Linked DNA regions of Mus musculus: region 2 is linked to region 1. A link is a contact called in public promoter capture Hi-C data. All regions are on one chromosome and are shown on one strand. The core of a region is the stretch at or near the end of the contact, and the rest is flanking DNA. Distances in the headings are between cores, read along the strand shown.

Region 1 (5,017 bases), core at 1,369-3,868:
TGAACACAACTGCTGAACACATTGGTGGGGCTTAACAGAGAGGGAGTTAGGACAAAGTCAGGGAAGCTCTGCTGTAGGCTTCACATGCTATCTGTTGACATTCTCGGCTTGTGGATTGGTGGACACCACCGTTGGAATGTAAGAATGCATTCCAAAGATTTTTCCGGCTGGCCAGAAGGATGTTAAGTCAGAGACAGAATGAGTCTTAAACGGATATTCAACGGACCTAAAGACAGTCTGAGATATGGCTCTATAACATTCCAACTCTCCAAAACCAGTCTACAGAATCTTTAACACAAGGGTGGGTTTTTAGAGAACTTCACAAGGTAGACAACACTTATCTGCTGCCTCTAGCAGTCTTGAAGTGGGAACTAAGACTAGCTTCTGTTCATGCCTTCACTATTAATGCTGTGTAACACTGGCTAACTTAGCCGGGTGTGGTGGCGCATGTCTTTAATCCCAGCACTCGGGAGGCAGAGGCAGGCGGATTTCTGAGTTCGAGGTGAGCCTGGTCTACAAAGTGAGTTCCAGGACAGCCAGGGCTATTCAGAGAAACCCTGTCTCAAAAACAAACAAACAAACTCCAAAAACAAACAAACAAAACCAAAAAAACCCACTGACTAACTTATTTAATTTTTAGGTCTCAGCTATACCCCAATTTTTTTTTTTTTTAATTCTGATGATTGAACCTAGGTCCTCCAGAAGAAAGAGCTAGCCTTCTGTAGGTAGGAAAGGAAAAGGGCTCAGGGTGGAACTGCCCATAGTTCACACATATTTCTGTGAAAATATGTATCTATGTTTTAAATGAATGCTAAGAGTTCAAGCAGCGAGGCCAAGAACACCAGGGATGAGAAACAAAGATGTCTGCAATCCGGTTTGAGATAACCTGATGAAGCAAGCTCCCGGGCAGTTGGCACCAACCTGACTGTCCAGCTATCTTTCACTGATGCCAAAAGCTTTCCCCCCTTCAGTAGTAAATGTACAGGAGAGGCTTCCTCATGTTTCCTTACATTATGATTATTGTGTGTGGATGCCATGATACTTACATGGAGGTGAGTGGGCATCTTTGTTAGTTGGGTCTCTCCTTCTACTTTTTGTTGAAACCATTTATTTATTTTACGTACATTGGTATTTTGACTGCATGTGTGTCTGTGTGAGGGTATTGGATCCTCTGCAACTGGAGTTGCAGACAGTTGTGAGCTGCCATGTGGGTGCTGGGAATCGAACCCAGCTCCTCTGAAAGAGCAACCACCGTTCTTAACCACTGAGTCATCTCTCCATCCCCTCCTTCTTTTTTTTGTCAGGTCAGTTCCAGGATTTGGATTTAGGTTGTCAAGCCTGAATGGGAAACCTTTTACACACTGAAACATCTCTCTGGCCCTCTTTACTTGTAATCCTCTTTCATAAAACTCGCTTTCACCTCATTTGTCTGTGTCTTTCTTTAATCTTCATAGACCTTAAACATCCAACTTGGAGCCACTTCCCTAGGCCAACCTGACCCTGTCTGGCACCCTACAGCCTTGTGCCAAGCACAGCTGGGTCATGAAAGATCCTTTTATTCTCACAACTCCTGCATCATCATGTGCTCTCATTATAAAGCTATACCCCACAACCTTCCTTATATTTGCCCAGGCCAAGAACACTAGAGATGGGAACTCCTGAACTTCCTGTCTCCACCTAGCCAGGCTGGGATCACAGCCTAGTTGCTATTGGACCAATTTCCTTAAGATTCTCCTAAATTGAATCAGTTTCAAGTCCTGCTCTTAAAAAGAGCAAGCCAGGAGTGTTCATTTCTGTGGGCCATCTGCCCAGGTGACCAGGTTCTTTCTATGGACGAGTGCCCAGGAGTGAAAAACAAAATAGCAGAGTCAGAAAAGGTGAAAACAGGCATTTATTGAGACAGGGGTTAAAAAAAAAATTCTGCTGGGAACAGTGTTTTGTTTTTGTTTTTTGTTTTTTCCAGAGCTGAGAGCCAGTCTCACGGACTCTGGGTTGCTCATTTGTAGGGTTCATTCTGAATTCTCTCCTCCCCTATCCTATAACTTCATCTCCTCCACCCCGACGGTTCTTGGCCCAGGGAGATAACAAAAGCTAGTGAGGTGGCATGTCAACTGTCCAGTGGGAGCGTTATCTATCTTTACAGACAGGCAGTCATGTGCTAAACTTTTCCCTCTCGATCTTTTTCCTGACTATCTATTCCCTGCTAACTGCTCACTAGGGGAAAGGTGTGTTTGTATTTCCTTCTGGCGGCCGCATTCGCTAAGCGCTGGGAGATGTCTCCTGGTCCCAGACTTTGATGTCCCGTTTCGTGTATGGCTGTCCTCGGGGCTCCTTGTCGCCCTCAGGCTAATGCAAGCAGAAGCTGGTAGACGGAATGAGGAATGACAGGGGAAACCGCGGCTTCTCGCGAGTCACAGACACGTCAGCGAGGGCCTCACGGTCACTCGGTGTCCCCTGCCCTCAGGGACTGCCCCTTCGGGTGGACAGCCTCCGGAGCGTTGCAATCTTTTCCGGCCAGCCGCCAGCCAGTCCCCGGAAGTCCGAAGCGTCACGGAAATGACGCCACGCGTACGCACCGCGCGCGTGCTCGCGGTGCCGGGGGCGGGGCGTGCGGGGGCAGGGGCGGGGCAGGGAGCCGAGTGACTGAAGGGGCGCTGGGAGCGGCGGTCGGACGCCGGCGGAGCCGCGGAGCAGGTTCGGAGGGACGGGGGCTCCGGAGGCGCGTTCCCACACGGAGCGGGGCGGCGGCGGCGGTGTCCGGCCGCGCGCTGACCGGGGCCGCTCCGTTCCGCCTCTCAGCCGGGAGGGCGGGCGGGCGCATAGGGCCAGGCCGCCGGAGCTCTGCTGCTGCTCTCGGCCTCTCCAGCTCGGCCGAGTTCTTCCCAGCTCGGCGGGACTCGGGCTCCCGGGAGGACACGCTCCCCGGTCGTCGGCTGCCGCTCCGATCCTGTCCGAGTCCGGAGTTGTGGTTGCAGCCGGGCGGGTCCCATCCGGAGCCCGCGTGGGTCCCGGGGCTGGTGCGGCTGCTGTGGCGCGGGGTTTTGAATACTCGTCCCAGGTGCTAGAGGCCAAGGTTATGGGTGTCTCTGAATGAGAAGTCCTGAAGCTGAGGCAGGAGGATTGCCGCGAGTTTTGAGGTCAGCCCTCTGCCACTGAGGAAGACCCTTTTATGGAAAATAATAATAAAGGCAGTCCCTGATTCCGAGCTGTCTGGAAGGGAGAGCCAAGGGGATGTCCTTCCATCCCTTCGCGGAAGTTGGCTCCATAGAGGGAAGCGCCTTGGAGACTAGGTCATTGGCAGCTGGCTGTGTCTCAGAGCTGATGACCAACCTCTGTGGTTGGGAAATGTGTTGCTGGATGTGGTAGGCTCGGTCTGTCTGTGGAGTTTAGATGTGACACTGGCATAAGTTTTACAGCGTCACCTAGTTTTGTGGTAAGAGCCCCTATGGTCCCCCCACCCCCTGCCACCTCCTGGAAGTTAACTGTTGGGTCTTTTAACCTACAAACCTAGAATTACTTTTCAAAGGAAGACCCAATTAGTCACCCACTTCTGACATCCCAGTATTTGGAAATTGAGTCAGGAACAACAGTCTTGGGAGTTTTGACGTCAACGGGGCTATGTAGTGAGTTTGAGGCCAGCCTATACTACAGAGTAATATTCGATCCTCCCGCCCACCAGAGTCGCAGTTAAAAGAAAGAAGAGGCTAAAATAAAATGGTCTTGTCAAGCTTGTTACTGGGCGGTGGTGGCGGTGGCTCACACCTTTAATACCAGAATGCTGGAGGCAGAGACAGATCTCTATGAGTTTGAACAGGCCTGGTCTACAGAGTGAGTTCCAGGACAGTCCAGGCTACATAGACTGTTTTGGGGGGAGAAGAAGCTTGCTTGTTACTTGGTGATGACTGACTTTAAGGTTTACACATGTTAGATAGGGGCTGTTTAACTGAGCTACAGTCCCAGTTTCTATTCAGCCTCTGAGAGTTACTGTTTGGGGGGATTATTTATTTATTTTGATTTGTGTGTTTATTTTGGGGGACAGGGTCTCGCAATACAGCTTTGGCTGTGTAGATCAGGCGATCAGGCAAGACTCTGAACTTGGAGCATTCCGCCTGCCTAGGCCTCTCAAGTGGTGAGATTGCGGGTGTGGACCACTGCCTTGCCTGTCTTTTCTTTTGGTATGTGTGTTCACAGTGTGTGCATGTGGAGGCCAGAGGTTAGCAAATGTTAGCTATTTTCCTTGGTGTCATACTAGCCTTGACTTTCATTGAGACAGGCTCTTAGTGAACCTGGAGCTGGATTCACCTAGACTACTACTAGCTAGCCCACAAGCTACAGGGAACATTTTTTTGGTGTGGGGACTGGGGACCTGGTTCAGGTTCTCATGCTTGTGTGGCAAGTACTTTATTTTTGCCATTTATTTTGCCCCAGCCCCCCCTTTTGCCTTTGATGAAATGAAGTTGGAGTTTATTAAGAAACAGTTTTATTATAGAATTAAACCCCGGCTTTAAGGAAGAGAGAGACACTTTAAAGGACAGTATACCTCCAAGACATGTGTGTAAACTTCTTAAGAGTCTCCAAGATTTAGTGGTTCCTGATCAAAGGGTTAAGGTGCAGCCAGGATTTGAATCTTTACTTGCTTACAACATCTTGGCTGGAGAGTTAGCTCCCTGGTTGAGAGATCTGGCTGCTCTTGTACGGGATCCTGGTTTGGACGTGGTAGCTCACAACTGTCCAACTTCCAGATCCAGGGGATCTATGCCCTTTTCCAGGCTCCAGGGGTGCCAGTTTGCACATGATAGTGGACAGTAGAGATCCTTAAGGTGTAAAATGTTTGCCTAGTTTGCACCAAGGCCTTGGGTTTTATCCCCACCACGACAGAGAAAGAAAACAAAAATCTCCCACAGAATTTCATCATGGTGTGTGCTAGGCTAGAGCCCTGAGGATCAGAGCACCAGCCAACCTTTTGAAGTGTGGAGGATGGAAGAAGGGACCAGGAAATAAATACCTTCCCAAAGTG
Region 2 (5,141 bases), core at 383-2,882, 4.1 Mb after region 1:
GCGAGGCAGAAGCAGGCGGATCTCTGTATTCCAGATCAGCCTGCTCTACCTAAGAGTTCCAGAGCAGCCATACTGAGATTTCCCGCACCTCAAAAAAAAAAAAAAAAAAAAAAAAGGGCAAAATTGAGAAAAAAAAATAGAAGTGCAGGAGTAAACTTTTTCCCCCGTTCCTTCTCTTAACCCCGAAGGCTGAGTGCTTGCCCAAGCCAGACTGATTATTTTCATAGCCTCAAGGCTAAAGTCTTCCTTCCGGTCATTGTGTTTATTTCCATCTCCTCCTCCCTAACGCCCCCACCCCCAAAAAAAGTCCTGGCCCCGAGGGACCTGCAAGCGACCAGCTCCGGACAAAGCCCACGGCTGGGCTCCACCTGGGAGCAGGGCGGAGCACCGGACAGCCAGGGCGGGCACTGGCTTCCAAGCCTGGTGGCTCCCGCCCCCCTGCCGGGGGCCCCCACCGCAGTTACCAGGCACCGACGCCCCGCCCCCACGGTGCCCGCCGGCCAATCGCACGCAGCCTGCTGCCCTAAGCTCCGCAAGCCCTGGACACACGGACACACACACACACACACGCTCTCATAGCGAACCCGACACACACACACACACATACAAACATATACACACACACACAAACGCTCACACAGCGAACCCGAGCGCGACCCCACGGGGCTCAGGAGGGGCCGTGGCACCCCGCGCGCCCGCGCGCGCGTCCCCGAGCGAGCCCTCCCAGCCAATCAGGAGCGAAGGAGCAGGGCTGCGCGGCCCCGCCGGGGTACGCTAACTCGTCCGCTCGTTCACGCGCGGGGGGCTGCTCGCGCGAGACCATCCCTCTCAAACACCCCCAACCCAGTCCCCCGACCACCGTCCACGCGTCTGGATACAATGTACGCAGGCGCGGAACGCCGCGAGTCCTCCCCCACGCACCACGGGTGTGCGCGTGCAACTGTCGTCTCCCCCCACCACCAGCCGCCCCATCCCCCCAAAAAAGCCGCGTCGCGTCCGCTGCCAAGGCCCCCAAGTAGAGTGGACTTTGGGGGGGGTCACAGCGCGTCCGCTTCCTCACCCCGAAGTTGTCCCCTTGCCACTCGCAGCGCGCCAAGCGACCCCAACTCTCACGCCCGAGTCGGTGCACACACTCCCGACGGGGGCAGAGTGTCGAATAAAGACGCCCCTGTTCGCCATGGCACCCCGAGGCAGAGGGGGACGACGGAGGGGACACTCGAGGGAAAGGGGACGATCTGAGGCGACAGGGACTCACCCGAAGAGCAGCCGGGGAGGGTCGGGGAGGGGGGGATGCGGACAGCAAGCGAGTGTAGGCCGGAGGGGCCTCGGCGAGCTGGCGAACGGGGTGGAGGTGAGAGGGCGAGGGGGGCCCGTGCGTCTCGGCCGTGCTCCTGTCACCGCCGCATGGCCGCCCCCGGCGGGGCCTCGCTCCACGCTGGGTCGCCAGACGCCGGGGGGGGGGGGGGGGAACAGGGACGAAGCCCAGGGATAACCGCGGCAGGCGGGCGGCAAGCGCGTGCAGGGAAGCGGGGGGGCCGCCGGTGCCCCCTTTTCTCTGCTCTCCCAGCTTATCTCTCACCCTCCTCCTCCTCCTTTTTTTTCCCCCTTTTTTTTTTTTTGCCTTTTTTTTTTTTTTTTTTTTTTTTTGTTCCTCGAAGGTGCCGCTGCGCGTGCGCACAAGCAGCACCGCCCACCGGGAGTTGTAGTTCTGAACCCGCGCTCACCTACGCAACGGGTGGGTACCCCGAACTATAACTCCCAGACAGCCTTGCGGCATGAACCCTGATTCTCTCCCCACCGCCCCCCTCTAGGCCGAGGCGAAGCGCCGCGGCGCCCGGCCCTCTCCGGCTTGGACTGTCAATGGAAGCGCGCGGGTGGTGGGAGCGAGAACATGGCTGCACCTGGGGCCTGCGCGGCCGCCCGGATGGGGGAGGGGAGTGGGGTGAGACCTAGAACTTAGTGTCCCCCCCCTTCCTTCTCCAGCAGGCCACAACTTCCACTTAAATAACTCTTTGCTACCAACATCCCTTTGCAAATTGCAAAGTTAGGGACATTGCAAAGGCCAGGGGAGCCCCGGGGCTGGCCTGTCGCCTGATTTGCAGAGGGAGGTCCCCCCAGCTCCGGGACACAAAGAACTCAATGTTTTCAAAGCTGGCTTTAGAAGCAACCAGAGTGGACTTGCCCAAACTTGGGACAGGCAACGGATGGGAGGGGGTGAGGAACTCGTGATTTCCATTTCTTCTCTCTTCGAGTCTTTACACAGCTCCACATTTAGAAGGAGAATTGAAGAAATCCTGATCGTCCCCACAGCTACAAAGAAAGTAAACTTAAGACCCTCCTCCGGCCATTATATTTATTTTTCTCAACTACTTCATAAGATCAATGACTTTCGAAGAGTATCAACTAACTGTTCATCTAAGTTAAATGCAAAAGTTAAAAAAGCCCGAGTCTGAAGAACTTAGCTGTTAATGCAAAGGACAGAATTGGGTGAATTTGTGGTGTTTGTTCGTTTGTTTTTTCCTTTTTCTTTTTTCTTTTTTTTCCTTCCCACCGCTTATGTCCGCCGAATATTCGGGCGCCCTCCCCCACCCGTTGCTTCTCGGTAGGTGGCGGCCACAAGGCTTTTTCCAGCCTCCCAGCCTCTTTGTCGCTTGCTGGAAAACTTTCCGTGCAAGCCACTCTTTTGATGTAGTTCCAAAACCCTGCCTTTGAATTCGGGTTCAAGGATTGGCGTTCTCTGGTCGACTTTCTTGTATGAAACCGCACCCACAAAGCCTCATCTACAATCTCCATGTTGGATTTCTTTGCACTCCACGGAGTCTTTAAGGATTCCTGGGAAGCAGTCTGATTAGAGAAGCCGCCTACGTTTTTTGGTTTTTATTACGATTTTCCCTAACAATATTTACACCCTTCGTTTCCTTTCCTAATCCGATTGTGACTCAACTCTGTCGACTCTGTCCAGGGCTATTCATTAAGTTGTCAAAAGAACAACTTGCTCTTTGCCCCCGGATTTCACTGCTCTTTGGAATATTTAACCAGATTCCATAAGACCGAAACAGGAGTCCTACTCCTTTGCAGCAGGGGCTACGTTCTAAGATGCATGCCTGAAATTAAATCACTCCAAACTTTTTTCCCTACATATGCTTAGGATGAAAGTTCTGCAAGGTCCTGGGATGCACACCTGACATTCCAACACTTGGGAGGATATGAGCTGGAGAAGAGACTGTCCAAGTAGGGAATTCATGTCAGCCAGGGCTAGGAGATAAGACCATGTTTCTCAAAACAACAAAGAAAGAAAACATTACAAAGGTTTTTGTTTTAATTACATACAAAAGATTAAAAATAACACAGTGATACTAAAACAATATTCTGGGGCCAGGATGTAGCTTAGCTGGTAGTGTGCTTGCCAACATGCACAGGCCCCTACCTTCAGCACTACATACATACATACATACACTACATGAAACATAAAGGGTAACGTACATACATACATACGTGGTTTATGTACTACAGGAAACATAAAGGGTACCACATATCTGTAATCCCAGCCCATGGGAGATGGAGGCAGAAAGACAAGTTCAACTTTGTCCCCTGCTATACAGAGACTCTGAAGTCAAACAGGGATCCATGCGACCTTGTATTCAGTAACAGTAGCAATAATATTGATAAACCATTCGTAACAATATATCATAACATCTATATGAATATCACTCAAAACACTCAGTTGTCCACACCCTCCTGCCTCCTTTCACGACAGGGAAAGACTGGCTTCGGCTGGCAACCTTGATCTTTGGCCAACTTTTCCCACTGCTGGAGTGTACTGGAGCTTCTTTGTGCACAGGCAGTGCCTGTCAGTAACGCTTGTATTTTCCAGTTCAGACTCGTTCCTCTGTAACCATCTCTTACTGCATTAAATGGTTTTCATCTCTTAGACGGTCTTAATCCTCTCAGGAGAGGACTTGTTCCATAGATGCCATTGGTCTGTTTTGGCTTTGAAATGGCTCTCACTCTGTAGCCTGATCTAACCTCTGAGTTCTGGGATAAGCAGTGTGCCCAGTGCCAGGTCTGAAGTCTCCACAGGTGGCCAGTGCTTCCTGACAAGTCAAAACTACCTACAATCTAAACAAGATTTCTGTTAGGTCTTCAACCCTCAAAGTTCAAACAATTTCATCTTCATTATGCAAACATCATGACTGTAATCTTTGCTTACTGAAATGGTAGAGATACCATTTTCCCTCACAGTTTCATAGAAGACTCCTTTTTGTAGATCTTAGAAAAAAATTTTTTATTTTAGCTTTAAAGATTGAACCCAGGGCCTCCAGTGTGTTAGGCAAAGCAATCAATCAATCCACAACCTGGGCTATCTCAGTCCATCTTTTAATCTGCCACTGGGCTATCTCAGTCCATCATTAGCATGTTCTTTTGAGGCAGGGTCTCACTAAATATCCCAGGTTAGTCTCAAATTCAACTTTGTAGCCCAGGAAAACTTTAAACATTTGCTCCTCCTGCCTCAGTCTCCCTAACGTGTAGGATTGAAGGTGTTTACCCATCATGGCTGGCTTTTCAATTAACTTAAAATTTTTCATTTAAAGAAAAAGCTTTGCCGGCCCGTGGTGGCTCACTCCTTTAATCCCAGCACTTGGGAGACAGAGGCAGGCAGATTTCTGTGTTCGAGGCCAGACTGGTCTACAGAGTGAGTTCCAGGACAGCCAAGGCTACACAGAGAAACCCTGCCTCAAAGGGGAAAAAAAAAAAAAAAAAGGGAAGGAAGGAAGGAAAAAATAAAAGAAAAAAAAAAAAAAGAAAAAGCTTTCAGCTGGACAGTGATAGTGCCCACCTTTAATTCCCAGTGCTTGGGAGGCAGGCAAATCTCTGAGTTCGAGGCCAGCCTGGTCTACACAGCAAGTTCCAGAACAGCCAGGGCTACGCAGAGAAACCCTGCCTCATAAACAAACAAGCAAACAAACAAACAAGGTTCAAGTCAGATGGTGGTGTTGGCAGTGGATGCCCTTAACCTCAGGAGGCAGAGAGAGGCAGATGGATCTCTGTAACAGAATTCCCTGAGCAAGCTAGCTGATTTGGCAAACCCTGGATTCAATTGGTAGAGCCTTCATCAATAAATAGGTTGTAAGCAATCAAAG

The links. Promoter capture Hi-C pulls out the DNA fragments that hold promoters and counts their contacts.
Region 2: a contact with region 1 is called in a promoter capture Hi-C map of the HPC-7 cell line. The contact joins the promoter of Gtf2i here to the promoter of Rabgef1 in region 1. A contact is called at or near these places in 2 of 39 promoter capture datasets (the HPC-7 cell line and cranial neural crest) and 1 of 484 Hi-C or Micro-C datasets (B cells).

Annotation. Positions count from the first base shown.
Region 1 is chr5:130,169,201-130,174,217 of GRCm38.p6, forward strand. It overlaps Rabgef1 (RAB guanine nucleotide exchange factor (GEF) 1), which reads left to right and starts at 2,619. Exons shown (of 9, transcript NM_001199059.1): 1 at 2,619-2,694.
Region 2 is chr5:134,313,128-134,318,268 of GRCm38.p6, forward strand. It overlaps Gtf2i (general transcription factor II I), which reads right to left and starts at 1,633. Exons shown (of 34, transcript NM_010365.4): 1 at 1,256-1,633.